2 separate regions of the Oryzias latipes genome follow, and region 1 is linked to region 2. Evidence: chromatin contacts called from public Hi-C data. All regions are on one chromosome and are shown on one strand. Each heading gives the region's core, a stretch centred on a gene start, on an enhancer-like site or on the middle of the called end of the contact. The rest is flanking DNA. Distances are from core to core; before and after follow the strand shown.

What was found. Hi-C and Micro-C count contacts between places; a contact is called where the count stands out from the background.
Region 1: a Hi-C map of fibroblasts shows a contact between it and region 2, with 4 times the contacts expected there. The contact joins the promoter of LOC101174424 here to the promoter of pex14 in region 2. A contact is called at or near these places in 3 of 5 Hi-C or Micro-C datasets (embryo and fibroblasts).

Annotation. Positions count from the first base shown.
Region 1 is chr7:9,923,231-9,928,650 of ASM223467v1, reverse strand. It overlaps LOC101174424, which reads left to right and starts at 3,338. Exons shown (of 9, transcript XM_004070384.4): 1 at 3,338-3,480; 2 at 3,846-3,985. The coding sequence starts at 3,452. lzic (protein LZIC) reads right to left here and starts at 2,037. Exons shown (of 6, transcript XM_011476969.3): 1 at 1,444-2,037; 2 at 1,221-1,356; 3 at 351-449; 4 at 59-154. The coding sequence starts at 1,544.
Region 2 is chr7:9,511,991-9,517,519 of ASM223467v1, reverse strand. It overlaps pex14 (peroxisomal membrane protein PEX14), which reads right to left and starts at 2,811. Exons shown (of 10, transcript XM_020704551.1): 1 at 2,541-2,811; 2 at 557-607. The coding sequence starts at 2,576. dffa (DNA fragmentation factor subunit alpha) reads left to right here and starts at 2,846. Exons shown (of 6, transcript XM_011476949.2): 1 at 2,846-3,044; 2 at 4,246-4,404; 3 at 4,488-4,642. The coding sequence starts at 2,951.

The DNA.
Region 1 (5,420 bases), core at 2,089-4,588, 410 kb before region 2:
AGTTGGTCTGGAAACAGCTCTGACCCTCAGGCCCATGAGTCATGTCTGAAAATATCACCTTCTCGCCCAGCTTCCTCAAGGCTGTGAGGATTTCCATTTTCTGTTGCGTGTGCCCGTCCCGGGACAGCTTCCCCACCATCAAATCGCGGTCCATCTGCAAGGAATGTTAACAATGAGGCAGGGATCGGAGGAGGGAAGTTATTGACAAAGACAGTCCCTTCAGAGCACTAATACGGCTCGGATGTTCTGGTTCTTGGTTGGAAAAGCTTAAAGCACATTCCAGTCAGGAATCTATGAAACAAAGCCGTTTACAGGCATGAAAGGTGACGGCGGAATGAGTCCGTTCAAACCTCGGCCAGCCTGGTTCTCAACTGTCCTGGCTGCTTCTTGGCAAACAGTCGGATCACCTCGGGGGTTTTGAAAGCCTGGCTGATGGCGGCCTGGATTGCCTGATTGGGACAGAGACGAGCGGCAGGGGAGACAAGTGAAATTTAAAAAAAAAAATATTATCTAAGTAACAATGCTTTGATCCATATCATAATTAGTGGTTGCTGATAAGACTCGTAGTCCGTATTAGTTCATTTTGAACGATCCAATTCACTGACCTAAAATCGATTCAGGATATCTTTAGGCAAAAACTCAACCAGTATAACTCAGAGATAAACACCTGGGTCCTGAACAGGGAAGTTTTCCAGAATTCTTGTATTTCTTGCAAGATAATCAAGTGTAAATTAAATATATGTATAAACAAACAAGTAAACAAGAAGTAATAGCAAATCCATTCACATTTTAGTTTCCTAAAGTCCAGCCCACTGCTATTTTTCCACATCAAAATAGAACATTAGAACATTCGACCACACTGTACGGTCACGTCTTTGCTAAATTATAAGGGTTTCCACACATTGGACTGGAATGATGCTTGATCATTTTTTTGCTGCTATTACGTGTTTTGTCCACTGTGATGCACTCTGTCGATTTCATGTTTAAGTAAAATATATTTACTGTGCATCAATCCCAATGGTATTTTCCAATATTGCTATAATCAATTTGTTTCATTCTGAAAGACTTTTGTAATGGTACATATTGAATTGATTGATAACCTTTCTCACACAGATCAATCTGGTTGAATCAAAGGAATATAAATCGAATCATTAATTAAGTTGATTAATCGTTTCATCCCTAAATATTTAATGAATAAATACATCCTCCAGCTTCCATACCAGCTGCATTCCACTGAGTTCATCTACCAGGGTCATGTCTCCAGACATGATCTTCTTTAGGGAGTCATTAAATTCTCCCAGTTGCTCCAAAGTCTCCTTTTTGGTCTCCTCGTACTCCCCCTCCTCCAAATCCTCCCTGGAAGGATCAAACAAATGCTAAGCGTCTGACTGATGAAGGCAGCGTCTCTTGGTTTCTCATTCATCACGTGTCCGTGCTCTGCACCTGCACTCCTCCAGGTCCTGAAGCTGCTGCATCAGTCTGTCCAGCTGTTCTTCCATGTTCTGCTTCAATTTGCCAGTTTCGGATTTCCCTCGAGAAGCCATCCTCGGATCAATGCTGCCTCAGAGTCAGACAGACAGAGGAACCAAAGAAAGCAGGGAAGAAGAAAGGGTCAACACCCACTACTGCACTTCGCTGGATCTGTGCTGTTATTGATTAGTTACTGAGGGGGTATTACACTCGCGAAACGGCAGCTTTAGCGACCGAAACTGGATTATTGGTGGTATTGATGAATCTATGTTCTCCAAAGAGGAAAAATCTATACATACGTTGGGGTTCAACAGCTAGCAAAGTGGCACGATTATAGCTGACAAGCAAGCTAGCGCGCTTAAACTTAAAGAAATCACCTCACCGGGACTCCGTTTGGAAACAACCTTGGATAAATAAAATGTTTGTGTCCGTTCACAAGTAACTGAATAACAACAACAACAACAAAACCAGCAAAGAGTATTTCAAAGCAAATATGCTGCAAAACACTTGCACTACGCCGTGTGTGATCAGAGGACTTGTGATTGTGAATGTAACTCTACAGTGCAGGCGCGGCTCACTACTTCCTGCTCGATTCCAACCAATCAGATCGTTCGGGTCCCTTTCCCCACACAACTGTTTTATATATATATATATATATATATATATATATATATATATATATATATATATATATATATATATATATATATATATATATATATATATATATATATATATATATATATATATATATAGATGAAATGAAATGAAAAAGATTTAGATTATGACCATGTTATTAATTGGGGGAAATTATTATTGTTGATGTTGTTTTTGTTGTTGTTAACTTTCCAGATAGAGATAAGTAAACTTTATTGTCAGTTCAATGAACACAAAAAAAATCCTTTTTCAACACAGGCAAACACAGTAAAATACAATTAATTAATTAATCTAAATTATCAAAAATAAAATACAACTAATTATTAAAATGAAATCCTTAGAAAAGATTAATACATTAAAAATACATAAAAAACCTCAGTCTGCACGATCCATATACAATTTAAAACAAGTGTTATGGGGAATTATCAGTGTTGGGGATTAATTAAAAAATAATAATAAGTTCAATAATCAGGATCCCTTCACGCAGAATGATCATTTTTACTTCCCATAGTAGTTGAGAGAAACGAATGTGTAGACATTGATGATTGGCCTCAAGCACAAGCCATCAGTGTAGTTCCTTGGATAAAACATTGAACAATGAAGGTTTTCACTTCTGTGATAGAACACAGCAGAATACAATATTTGTCTTTCATGTCATCAAACACATAGCCTGACAAATTTGACGTTAAACAACAAATATAGAAAAATAAACATTATATGACAAAAAAACAAAAACTACGAAATCTAAAAACAAAAGAAAGAAAATAAATTAAAAACATTTTCTTAAACATCAGACCACAGTGTTGCAGATTTGAGACTAAACAAAAAATTAGTATTAAATAAACATTCTAGATGTTGTTTAATAACTGTGTACCTAAGTAACCTCTTTGATTGCAGCTTCCTAAACAAGTGTTTTCCTAAATTTTAAAACAACTCCAGAGTTCCATAAAAATGGACTGATTGGGATATTTCTTTAAACAAGGGGCAATAAAAGAAAAGTACAAGAAAGTACAGAAGAAATGCCTTTTTGTGAAGAAAAAACGTTTACAGTGCTGAGAGGAAATCCTTCAATAATGTCTCTAAAACAGTTTTTTGCGCTTAACTTTCTAGATTGTTTTTTTTTACTCTTGATTTTTTGTGCAAACATTTATATAAAATAATATTTGATAGTTAATACAATTTATGGTTATGTTCTTTGAGCTGCGTGATTCATAATCACAGTTGTGATGTTCAATTCCTTCCCACCACCTGGTGGCAGTGTTACATTTGAGCCCCTACTGCAACAGAACCAAAGACGAAGACGACCCTGCTAGTTCTAGAGCGGATGATTGTTGACATCACTTCTATTAAAAAGTATAAATGTCGGTTTTTCTTTGGAAAAAGAAAAGTGAGGTTTTCGTCCTAGGTGAGGGTTGTGTTTGTGGAAAAAGATACCAAACTCTAAAGTAAAATTAATATTTTTTTCTCTCGTGGCAGGTTTGATTCTCATGAAGAGTTAGCCAGCATTCTCGTAGCCTACTGGAAAACAAAGCTGATGTTTTGTCCAATACTTTTAAATAGTTTTTCTTGTATTCATTTTTTTATATATATTTCAACATCTTTATTGATCATTTTCTATTTGGGTTTACTAAACGCTCATTCGTTTATAGCAGATAAACAGGCAGAATTGTCTCAGTGATCCTAGGCTAATCAGTTCAGTTGTGTGTGTTTACTTTCAGAGAGAAGGCTTCTCCACTAAGCGGGATGCAGAAGCAGAAGGTAACCGAAGTGGTGTTGCTGGCATGCGGGTCCTTTAATCCAATCACCAACATGCACTTGAGAATGTTTGAACTGGCCCGGGACCACCTGCAAGACACAGGTTGAGTTATTCATCATGTTTTTTCTCCATGTTCCAGTCACTATACATTTGTCAGGCAGGGATCTGTGGCCCTTCAACACACACACAAAGCCATTTGGGCCTGTTTGTTACTGATTAAAACGTGGTAGGAGCAGCTTTTGTAAGTTTCATTTTATTACTTTTGACAGGAGGTTGCATGACTTCCTTTCAAGTCCACCTCCTATGAAAATCATGTTTTTTGAATTTTTTACATGTAAGTGTGGCATTTTTCTTATGAAAGAGAACAAATGTCATTTAAAAAATGATTTTATTTTCAGAGTATTTCTCCTTATAACTCGCTGTCAATCAAACTTTCACAAAGACGCTTGGTTTGAGATTATGAGCTGTTGTGATGTCACAATGGTCCAGCAATGCATGCGCATTGCACAAGCTGCCCGACATGCTCAGGTCCGAGAGAAGAGAAGATGGCACATTGCTGCATTCCCCGCATGTATTTTAAGTGCGGCCAAGGCTGGTTTTTTGTTGTTGGCCGCACATATTTTATATTAAACTCAAAGTCCTAAATGTGTTCTCCGCATTTGCGTTCATTTGTGTCTGAAGTCTTGCTGTCCTGCAATAACCAGAGAGGGTTTCAACAAAACCAAGAATATTATCAGGGGAGTCACTTTTTTTCCTGGCGTTTCATTTTATTTGCTGTGCAAAGTAATTCGTAATTCTGCAGGACTACTTAGCTCAGCACCAATGGCCACCCCCATCTAGAGGAGATTTTTGAAAACAGAGGCTTCAGGTACACAAAACGTAATAATTATAATGAAAACACCACTTGGAATTATTTTAAAAAATGTCATAGGAGAAATTAAAGACTCACTCTGATCATCTTTTGATCTATTTTCAAAGCATTCCCGGTGGTCTTTTTAATTCTGATTATGCTAGATTTTATTTGGCAAAAAACCTGTCATTTTCTAGGACATAGTTTCTGCAGAGCGGGTAGAGTTCATTAGGGACCATTTTGAATAAAGAAATACTCAGAAATGCAGTTTTAATCTTAATTTGCTTTGTATGTCCGCCATCATCAGAAAAATGCTACAAGAACGTGTTGAAAACACCAGAAACTCATTTTTCATTGGAGTGAGTCTTTGAAAATAAAAGACTTCCTGTGCCAAACAGGATCATCCCAGTCCGGCTAATGAATATCAAAAGATTATAACAACACAAGACAAAAATCATATTTTTTTCATGTTATACCTCAAGTCTACTTTGCTGAGGCGTCTCATTTTTCCTACCAACTACTGCTGTTAACCAGAACTAAAACACAAATTCATTAGTTTATGATTCGGTAGGAGAAGTATATAAAGAATATACAAATATGTTTTAGCCACTTCCCTCTGGATAGCTACTAACCAGAAAAAACGTACTTTAAAACTCATAAAATAAACAGAGTAATGAGAAAAGATCA
Region 2 (5,529 bases), core at 1,562-4,061:
AAGAAAAGAGACTGCTCTAAGAGTTTCTGAGCTTTAAGCAAGTCTATGAACAATAAATGCATGAATTTGTTATAAATAAACCACAGCAAACCACCCCTAAAGCCAAACAAAGATAACTTTTTTGCTATAAATGATCAATACTAAATAGCTGATTTTCAGACAGAGGAGATTGGATCTTTATTATTTAAAATTAAGGAGAATAAAGTAATTTTGTGCTATAATTCAATAAAACAATAGGATTTTACAATAAAAATCTGATGGTTAAAAGTCTTTGATTAAATTTTTAAAAATGTTTCATTCTCGAAACAATTCTAAAAATTTAACTCAACAATTTAATAAAAGAATAAACACTAATGCAGAATTTTTTCCCAAGATTGCTATTTATGTATAAATAATTTTTGATTTAAATAAACTTAAATTCTCAGAAATACAATAAATATCTTTGTAAGCACAATAAACAGGCAAAAACCAGCAGCCAAACTTGTATTTCAATTAAGCACGCATGCTATAACTGTCTCTGTCTCATTTGTCAAATAGTTTTTCCTAAACTTCTTACCAAAGCTTCTCTGGGGCGAACTGCTCCATCTTCACCACGTGGAGGACCAGCCTGTAAGACAAACACTTGTGTTAGAGAGCCATCTAGTGGATAACAAGAGTACTGTCACCTTATTTATTAGAAAGTAACCAAGAAACTGAAATATCTACTTTTCAATTGATAGGACCCCCAACAACCACTTTATATATGGTTAGCTATTTATATAAAAAATAATATACATTTTAAAAACTGGCTGTAATAATTTTTCTTGCATTTAATGTATATTCTATGTCCTTCCTTTTTATGTTGGTCTTTTGACTTTTTGTTGTTATAACAAATATACATCTTTTTTTTTCGGGCACGTGTGTTGATGAAAAGTGCTATCTAAATAAAGTTATTAATTAAATATTGTTAAAATCCAACAATGAAATGAGGGAAAAAATATAAGTTTACGGCAGTTCGGGAAGACTAAGTTTTGTTCTTTAGCCTCATACTAAAGCAGATCAATGTCGCATGGGTTTTTAAATGTTTATGCAGAAGTAATTACACATATAACCCTTGTGCTATCCTATGGGGTCCAGATGACCCCATCCTTACATTGATGTGTTCTCCCTACCATGACAAAGGTGGATAAAGGTGAAGAGGATTTCATGGAATCCATGGACACCAGTGAAAATCACAAATCATTGAAGAAAAAAGGTTTAGTGCACTGACTTGTGGGGTCTAGATGACCCAACTCCCAATGTTAAAGTGCCTAGGATAGCACAAGGGATAAATGCATTCTCTTCAGTTCCAAAAATCATCACGTCTTTAAATGTTTCCATCTGCAATCAGCTAAATGCATTCAGTAGACTTTTACCTAAAAAGGACCCCAAAAGTAAATACATAATTTAAGGGGTTCTTTTTTTTTTTAATCATATCAAATTTAAGCTAGAGTTTGATCCTTAAAAATTATACCAGTGAAAGTTTAGGTCTGAATAGAAGACATCAAAAATACAGGAAATATTCCATAATTTCAACAACAGTTACTAATAATTTAACTAAAAAAGCAGTTTTTTTTTCAATAGTTACTGGCTTTCCAACCCCTCTTGATGAATCCTCATGGCAAAGTTAAAGGTTTGGAGTTTTTCTTATCATATTTCTCAGGGCAAACAGACCATTTTAGGTTGAAGATAACAAGATAAAGTATACAAATAGGGTGTAAACACAATAATACTGTGCCCTCCAAGTAAAAAAATAAATAAAAAAGGACAAGGTAGAATGTGACAAAAACATCTTTATCAGTTATTTTGGGCTTATTACAGGACCTGGACACTGAAAAGCTCCAAATCATAGTAATGTGCATTAGAGGGAACCAATGACACTGTTTGGTGTTTAATGACTTAATATAGAAGACTACTGTGAAATTTAAAGTGCAATGATAGAATGTGCGAATATTTTTTACCCAGACAAGTGTGGTGACTTTTGGAAACTTTTAAGACTGCTCTGGGATCGACTTTTACGTTAAAGTGAGTTGGAGAGCACCATGATTACTGAATTTGTGAAAACATAAAGGTAGCATTTCAGATATGGTGAAGCTTAGCCGTATAAAGCATTGTAACTGCAGTAAATTATTTTTGATCCATGTTCGTGGAACATTAAATGTCGAATATAAAATCCCGAGGTTTTTTTTTTTTTTGTGACCTTTCCCTGTGTCAACAATTATAATCCATGACTTTGACAGACCCAAACCCTCACCGCCATATAGAAAGCTGTAGCACGTGGTCAGTTATTAAATGCATAATTGTTGCTGAACCCCAGAATGCCTTTGACCTCCCATGTGTCGAAGACCACTTTAAAATAACACAACCAGTTAGCATGCTAACTAGCAAACAAGCTACCTCTCTTCGGCTGTGAAACGTTTGCTTAAAAGGTGTACGGAAACCAGCCACAAAATAGCAACTCAAACAAATGGTGCATAAATGTTTTCGGACGTCAAATGCTAACTGGCTTGGTGTATAGAGACCTGTGTTGGCGTGTCAGCTTGGTCGATGGATGCCATCTTCCTATAGTTCTCTGGGATATCCACGCTCGATTGCTTTTCCTGTTCCGTCCATTCGAAACATCAAAGTTCTTTAAAGCGTTTTATTTAGTTTAGTTGGGATGCACTTTCATCGGAACAAAGTACAGTGATGTATTTTTCCCCTCTCAGTTGCGAAATACGTTGAGCGGATTACGAAACAGAGTGGAGATAGGTAGACTAAACCTTTCCCCATTTCTCAAACAATAAACAACAATTCCCACAATTCATAGCGCCCTTCGGCGGTTATTTCCGTGTATGAAGAAGTAAAGGTGGCTGAGAGCTCAAAGCGGGTTTTCCCATTCTCTGTAGATTCCTTTACCGAATAATATTATCCTTTCAGAATAAATTTAAGAATGACTGATGGAAAGGCGTGTAAAGTGTGCAATTTCACCCGGCAAAAATCCTACGGAGTGTCTGCACCTTCTTTAGATGACTTGAAGAAAAAAGGTAAGGGAGGACCGAGAAGGAGGACTGTGGGAACTAGTATGAGATTATCTGACATTATATGCTTTTAATCAAAATAAGAAGCCGTTCATGTATTCGTGCAGTCGCAGATTTTAAGCATTTATTTTTATTTATCTGCTTCGCGCCTAAATTGAGAGAAAATCTCCAACCGCTGCACTGACTGTCACATTTAAAACTGCTTAAGCCGCAAAACAACGGTGATAATACTAGGCTATTCTTAATGCTTATGAATGTATTTGACTATAATTATATTATCTGTTCAATGTTAACCCCTACATGGCTAACATGAAAAGCCTGCTGCTGTTCATTCCTGAGATGCGAGTCACCAGGCGTTTCCCTGATCTGCTTTTTGCAAGAATATACTTTAAATATTCATTATCTGGAATCAAAACAATGTTTCACAACCCCCCCCCCCCCCCCCCACACACACACACACACACACAAACAACAACAACAACAACTAAAACCAGCAATTATAGTTTATGCATTTTTAAAATTATTATTATTATTAAATATTTCTTTTGTGCACTTATACATGTTCCATAATTGTGATATATTCCTTTTAATCGGAATGCTTATTAAAGGTGTTTTGCAGATTTGTTATGAAAGCTGTTTGAGAATTATTTAACAATATGTATTTTTAATAACAGTGAAAACGTTTTTATTTTTTCCAGCTATACTGGAACAAAAACTTTTTCAAAGAGGGCCAGATTTGGTGAGGTGAAAATGTGTGAGGGCCATCCAATTGGCCTATAAAAACCAGTTTGATCCAATTATTCACTGTTAAAGGCTAACTGTAAACTTGTCAGTTTCTATCATTGAACAATGAAATAACACAAATATTATGTTAGTCAGAAGTGGTTTTGATGACAGAAACAAATAAATCTCTTCATGTCTACAGGTTGTTGCATAGGTCCACGGTTTATAACGCAATCTAGCCAATCACAATCAAGAAACTGTAGTTCTTAGAAAGTGCTGTGGGCCGCATATTATTGAGGTTGCCGGCTGGTGGAAATTGGTTGCATTTGACCCACGGGCCGGACTTTGGACATGCCTGTCCTTACTGTAGTGTTTTTATCATTGGTATTTCCCATAGGTGTCAGACTTTTCTGTGGACCTTAGGATGAAGTATGTTCACTTGATGCATGTTAAGTTGGTAACCTGTCCTCTCTTCCGGCTCCAGGATCCGAGTATCTTGGCTTCAGCCCCGGTGACCCAGTCAAAGTGGTCCTGGAGAATGACGGGACAATAGTAGAAGATCAAACCTACTTCTTGTGTTTGCCCTCAAATACAAAGTTTATGTTATTGCATGACAAGGAAACATGGTCTCCAGCTCGCAAGAGTAAGAATCTCAGAGTCCATATTGATGATCATTATCCGTCTGCAGGATTTCTACATGTTGTGCTTTGGTACTCTTTGTTTTAGTCGATGGTGGCACCGCTTGGATGCAGAGGGAATCGGTTATGCTGGAGATGGACACTGTTGACACCGGCAGTAGCTTAGCACCCTGGTTGGACCTGGCTCAGCAGCTAAAACAAGACCTCACCAGCATCATTCTTATGTCGGAGGCCGATTTACAGGTCCTACCTTGTTCTTATTTCAGTGATAGAACAGCACAAAACTGCCTGGTATATGAGAAAATAAAACTTAAAAATAACAGTTTAGCGGTTTCCATAAAGATTTTTGGAATATTGTCAGTGACCATAAGGTTTGAAAGTTCTCTGACTTGCAAAACAAAATAAAACCATATTTTCTATGCCACCGTAAACTTACTATTGGTCATTATGGCCAAGAAACTCCACTTTGGTGTTAGATGCTTCTAAGCTTTAGCACCAAAAGTCTTCTGTTTTAGTCAAAGTCAATTTGAAGAACTCAAAATTCCATAACTTTTTTGGACTTTATATCTGTCTCCCCATTCAAATAAACAATTTAGTCTTCTGCACACCGCTTCCTGGTACTTAACATTTAGGTAAATATGCATAGACATATACACGTGTGAGGCGAAGAAACTCCTTAAATAATCAGAAATAATCTTTCTAACCACAGACTTTTGAATTCCAAAATGTCAGCTTTACAACACAATTATGTGCTTCTGCTTCCCACAAGCAAGCCACAATTGTAGAATATTCTACATTTTTCGTACCTTTAAACTGCTTTTTAGGACTTATAAGTTAATTAGTGAAGCTACTTTATAATCCAACCCTACAAAAGCACCAAAGGCCAACGTTTGAATGCTCTTTTATAAATTACATTATGAAAATAAAAATGTTTCTTCAACTCAAGAAAACCTTTGATCAGATTAATTTTATTTCATTTAAAGTTAAAGAACTCCACACAAGATTCTACTCCTAACGAATTAGGAGTTGTTGTTTAGTTCATATTTGCTTTTGTTGTTGTTTATTCAAAAAATATATATGTTTACGTTTGGTTAGTTGACAAAAATAAACCTTATAGATTATGCTCTCCC